2 separate regions of the Triticum aestivum genome follow, and region 1 is linked to region 2. The links are chromatin contacts, called in public Hi-C maps. All regions are on one chromosome and are shown on one strand. The core of a region is the stretch at or near the end of the contact, and the rest is flanking DNA. Distances in the headings are between cores, read along the strand shown. Region 1 holds the start of LOC123103029 (two-component response regulator ORR9). Region 2 holds the start of LOC123103028 (protein AATF).

What was found. Hi-C and Micro-C count contacts between places; a contact is called where the count stands out from the background.
Region 1: a Hi-C map of leaf shows a contact between it and region 2, with 5 times the contacts expected there. The contact joins the promoter of LOC123103029 here to the promoter of LOC123103028 in region 2. A contact is called at or near these places in 2 of 5 Hi-C or Micro-C datasets (both in leaf).

Annotation. Positions count from the first base shown.
Region 1 is chr5A:297,003,522-297,006,221 of IWGSC CS RefSeq v2.1, forward strand. LOC123103029 (two-component response regulator ORR9) reads left to right here and starts at 1,343. Exons shown (of 5, transcript XM_044524517.1): 1 at 1,343-1,641; 2 at 1,725-1,816; 3 at 1,911-1,994; 4 at 2,087-2,157; 5 at 2,662-2,700. The coding sequence starts at 1,536. LOC123103030 (DNA-directed RNA polymerases IV and V subunit 5B) reads right to left here. Exons shown (of 4, transcript XM_044524518.1): 4 at 2,563-2,700.
Region 2 is chr5A:296,841,970-296,844,669 of IWGSC CS RefSeq v2.1, forward strand. LOC123103028 (protein AATF) reads right to left here and starts at 1,335. Exons shown (of 12, transcript XM_044524516.1): 1 at 712-1,335; 2 at 522-628; 3 at 317-389; 4 at 171-245; 5 at 1-49. The coding sequence starts at 891.

The sequences.
Region 1 (2,700 bases), core at 93-2,592, 160 kb after region 2:
CAACTAGTGTGTGTGGTAAGGTCACCACTAGTGTGAAGTCACACCTTATGCCGTTTGCAACCAAACAACATGCTATTTGTCTAACAACAGCGACACGGGCAACCAAAAAACGTAGTAGAAATTGCTTCCTTGATGCAGGAAGCCTAATGCAGGCAACCAAACTACATGCAGATGTTGAATTTTAGCCCTATGTTTAGGGTGAGGGGAGGGGGAGGGTTGCGGGCTTGGCGGATTTTTTTTTGCTCGAGACCTTTAAGGGATGGCCAGGGGTGGAGGCAGCACCGCGGGTTAAGGGAGGGCGGGGTAATGAGAAGCGCGACCGGCTACATGTGAAGGTTGAACAGGAATAGTTCCACGCACGATCTTGGTCGTTAGATGGTCATCTAACGGTTGACACTGGTTTTTTTCCCTGGGTGCCCGATGAATAGGCACTCGTTTTTTTATTAAGGGGTAATGACCTCTAATTTCTATCGGAAATATTAAAAATCTAACGGTGGACTTTTAAGCATGTCAAATATGATGCTCGGAATGACAAATTATATTGTCGTGAGCATGACAATTTTCTTCAGCAAGCATATCAAGTCCTGGCAAAAAAGACTAAGCACATCAGGGATTTGTCATGCTAGAAAATCCGACGTCAGATTTGTAGCAAAACATCATCGCCCACAACCTTTCAAGACACAATCTACCGAAGGAAATTGCCATACTCGCAACATCATAAATTGATACCCCAAGCCGTCAGATTTGCTATGTTTGTTCACTGCAGAGAGTTAAAAAAGAAACATCATCGCCCACACCCTTTCAAGTGAACTGCCACTGATTGGCAACACCGCATACTATTATGTGGAGCCACATAACTCGCAGCTGGTCGTAACACGTCTGTACTGCAGACTCGACGTCCCGGGTAGGAACCAACTAGTGATGCACCACCAACAGATTTTATACAGGGAAGGGAAAGGAAGGGGAAAAAACCAACAGATGAGATGGACGCGCATCAAACCGCAAGGTCACACCTGTGGAAGATCTCCTCATCTTTTCTCCGCTTTACCAAATCGCCAGAAGCGACCCCAAATCTTCCTTTCAGGTCAGCCGAGCAAGCAAGAGGACAGGCCAGGAAACGAGAAAGAAAGGGAAGGGAACAAGAGAAAATGGTGGACCATGGCTTTGCTGTGGCTGATGGGCCTGCCAGGTCTATTCTATGGTGGAGTCAATTCATGGCAAGATTTGGGGGAAATCTGGCCCGGATCTTGCTTTCCATGAGGCGGGATTTCCTTTGGTCATCACACTTGTTTTCTCCACCCACCTTTTCCCCACCCCATATCTCCCTGGAATCCTTTCTCATGTGCTTCCGGTGCATATAAACTCGACTCCACCCACACGCTCCTGGAAAGCCCTCTCTCTCTCTCTCTCTCTCTCTCTCTCTCTCTCTCTCATGCCAAGCGCACACACCTCCTGCCTTAACTCTACCATCCTTGCTTTCTCCTCATAGCATCCTCCTCCATCACACAAAACACACGCTCTCTCTTTCTTCTCCGATGGCGGTGGCGATCGCGGAGGCTCCGTTCCATGTCTTGGCCGTGGATGACAGCGTCCTCGACAGGAAGCTCATTGAGAGGCTCCTCAAGACATCTTCTTTCCAAGGTATCAATCAATTTCATTTGCAGCATACGAAGTTGTGTTCCTGCTATGCCATGGCATCTGAGGCAGAGTCTCTGTTTCCGCAGTTACCACCGTGGATTCTGGGACCAAGGCTCTCGAGTTCTTGGGGCTCCATGGCGAGGACGCCTCCATTTCTTCTGTCCATGCGGACCAACTGGTAAGAAGACAGATGGTCTATCATGTGCGCAGCCACAGTACTAGTGCTCTGAAACTGTTTCTGATTGATTAATTTTGGGTTTGGTCCTAAGCAGGACGTCGAGGTGAACGTGAACCTCATCATCACCGACTACTGCATGCCTGGGATGACAGGGTACGATCTGCTCAAGAAGATCAAGGTACCAGCCCTTTTTTTTTTAGTTTGATTTGGTCTGCTCAAGCCTGAAGAGCATGGTGGCTAATGGTCTCCATCTGGCTTTTGTTGAATCAGGAGTCGTCGTCTTTCAGGGACATCCCGGTTGTGATCATGTCATCGGAGAACATACCTTCCAGAATCAACAGGTGAGCACGGTTACGGACCCAAAATCTTGTTTGTTTTGGAAACCAGATTGATTATTGATGGTGCTGATTTAGAAACTTTATAGCTGAACCACCGTTAGAAAAGATTCAGATAGTCTCATCTGTTATTACTACATGTTTGATAGACCTTGATCTAAATTTAGACACCAAGATCTCTTGGAATCCTTTATTGATTTGGGGTCACATGCCTTCTAATAAAGGAACAACCCCCACCCAGCTCACGTCGTGCTCATATTCTATCATGAAATATTTAGTGTCAAATAAATAGTAAAGATATGGAATGATACGGTTGTCGATCTTTCGAGTCGATTATCTCTATATAAAAAGGGTTATAGTAGCAGACAACTCACCAGTGCCACTTGTCTATTTCTATCGGCGCATATGGAGTAAAAACCCAAATATATGGACATAAATAAAGCTGTAAAGAAATATAGTAGGATCTTAGAATGAACTCTGACAATTACGGTTTTGTTTGTTCTGAATCAGATGCCTGGAGGAAGGAGCAAATGAGTTCTTCCTAAAACC
Region 2 (2,700 bases), core at 85-2,584:
CTTGCTCTATCTCCTTATCGTGACTGCAGAACCTTGACTTGGTGGGATCCTGCAAGAACAGAACAGTATATACATTAGAATGTGGCCTACAATCATGCATTCTTCAGAAGTAAAATCAATTACGATGAATAAATGAAGATGGATGTTACGGCCATGGGAGAGAAACAGACCTTGGGAAGCTTGTTTGAAGTGGTAAATGCCTTTTGCAGCAAGAATCTCATTTCCAGGGTCTTATCCCATAGCGCCTTCAGTAAACAGAAATTGGATGTAAAGGTTAATAGTTTGAAAGCTTAAGTACAATGAATGTGAAGGATACATTTTGGTTTTTGACTGCCTGGCCTCTCGAGACATCATCATCCCTGTGCTGTTTCAAGGTCTGAAGAATGCTTCTGCGCGTGAAAGAAAAATGTGTGCTTATGCGGAACTAGAAGAGAAGAAATGCAAGTAAGATCATGAAGCAGATTGTAAAGTAAACCGTGTGAAAGTGAGGCATGTGGAGGACGGGTGGAAGGGAACATTACTGTTGATTGGCCTGGAGGGTGCGATACTCCTCCTCGAGCTCCCCCAGCTCACCATCATCCTCCTCTTCATGGTCGCTCTCCTCCTCATGGTCGCTCTCCTCGTCGCTCTAACCAAAGAGAGACAGGCACAAAGTAGCTAAGCAATCCAAGTATATGAACAAAAGGAAAATGAGAGGGGGAGGAGAGTTACGTCAGAGAAATCTTGGTCGCCGTCATTGGCAGCGCTCCCTGCGGGGAAGAAGCCGTCCTCTGGGTCGGAGTTGTCGTGGAGGTTGAGGTCGGAGTCGCTGCCGGAGTCGGAAGAAGCCTCCGAAAGGGGAGGAGAAGGGGAAGGTGCTGCCTTGCGGCGCTTGGGTGCGAGTGGCGCCATCTCCTCCTCGGCGGAAAGAGGAGGGGAAGCTTGCCTGACGAGACGGAAGAGGAAGGAGAGGCTTCTCTTTCAGTTGCAGGCCTCCGGAAGGGTATCCGCAAAACCCCAAAGAAGCAAGTAATCCCTGTCCAGCTCACCTCAGTCAGCCGGCAGAGCTTAGGCTGGTGCGGCGTGCGGGAGCAAGAGAGGCAACCGCCGGAGTTCTCCGGCGTCGCGGGGCAGGACGGCGCAGCCGAGCAGCGGGGTGGATGAAGCGGGGCAGGAGAAGCTAGGAAGGTGGGGCGTACGCGGGTCAAGTCAGCCGCCGATGTGCAGGCTCCGCGCTTGAGAAGGCAGCCGTCGACGTGCAGGCGCCGCGCCGCCGCCGATTGACTTCGGTAGTTCGGGAATGCAGCACCGCCAGCGCCTAGGGGTGAGGAAAGTTGGGGGTTTGAGCAATTTGCTAATCGGGTTGGGCCTATATTGCTAGTTGAGTTAGGCCTATCTAAAAAATGCTACTCCCTCCGTTCCAAAATAGATGACTCAAATTTATATTAAAATTAGTACAAAGTTGACTCATCTATTTTGGAACGGAGGGAGTAGTTGTGTTGGGCCTGGAGAATGTACAAAATGTAGTTGGGTTGGGCCTATCTACATCCAAAAGCTAGTTGGGCTGGGCTCTCGTTCTGTCCAGCGCATCAGCGCATTGTCTGATTCCGCGAGGAAGAACCGGGAGCAACTAGTTAACGAGCGCTCCTTCGGGAACCTCGCAACGATCAGCGCCATTTGGCGCGCTCTCAGCCATTTGCCACGTGTCGCGCTCGGGACGCTCTCTTCGGATTTTATTTTATTTTTCACACATGTTTTCGGCTTTTTAAACGGTTTTTTTCCGGGGTTTTTCGACGTTTTGGTTTTCCCTCGGTCTTTCTTAGCTTTTCGATCAAAAAAAATTCGAAAAAAAAAATTGCGCGAAAAAACGCGTTTTTTCCTTTCGTGAAAGTCACGGTTTTTCTTCCGCGAGAGGCACGGTTGTGCTTTAGCGAGAGTCACGGCCGTGCCTTTCGGAAACGAAAAAAATGCGTTTTCTGTTTTTTTTCTTTCGCGAGAGTCACGGTTTTGCTTCCGCGAGAGGCACAGTTGTGCTTTCGCGAGAGTCACGGCCGTGCCTCTCAGAAAGGGAAAAACAAAACGTGTTTTCTGTTTTTTTTTCTTTCGGTAGAGTCACGGTTTTGCTTCCGCGAGAGGCACGGTTGTGCTTTCGCGAAAGTCACGGCCGTGCCTATTAGAAAGGGAAAAAATACGTGTTTTCTGTTTTTTTTCTTTCGCGGGAGTCACGGTTTTGCTTTCGCGAGAGGCATGGTTGTGCTTTCGCGAGAGTCACGGCCGTGCTTCTCGGAAACGAAAAAAAAACGTGTTTTCTGTTTTTTTTCCTTCCACGAGAGTCACGGTTTTGCTTCCACGAGAGGCACGGTTGTGATTTCGCGAGAGGCACGGACGTGCCTCTTTCGGAAAGGAAAAAAACCATGCTCCCGGTTCGGTTTTTTCGCCCGGTTTTTTTCGTCCGATTTTTTTCGTGAAAAAAAAGTTCATCAAAACCTATCAACATGGGATCTAGTTTTGAAGATCTCGACGTGAGAAATCCAAAGGTGAAAACAGTTCAAGATTTGGACGCACGGTTTAAGAGATAAAACGTTTTGAATAAACGGATCTACGAAAAAAGGGAAAACTCCCAGGTTGCGACAAGTGGCGCGCTGCATGTGCGCCACTTGTCGCGACCTGGGAAAGTGGAGTGTTCTTTGCAACGAGTACTCCTTAATTAGTGATTTCGGG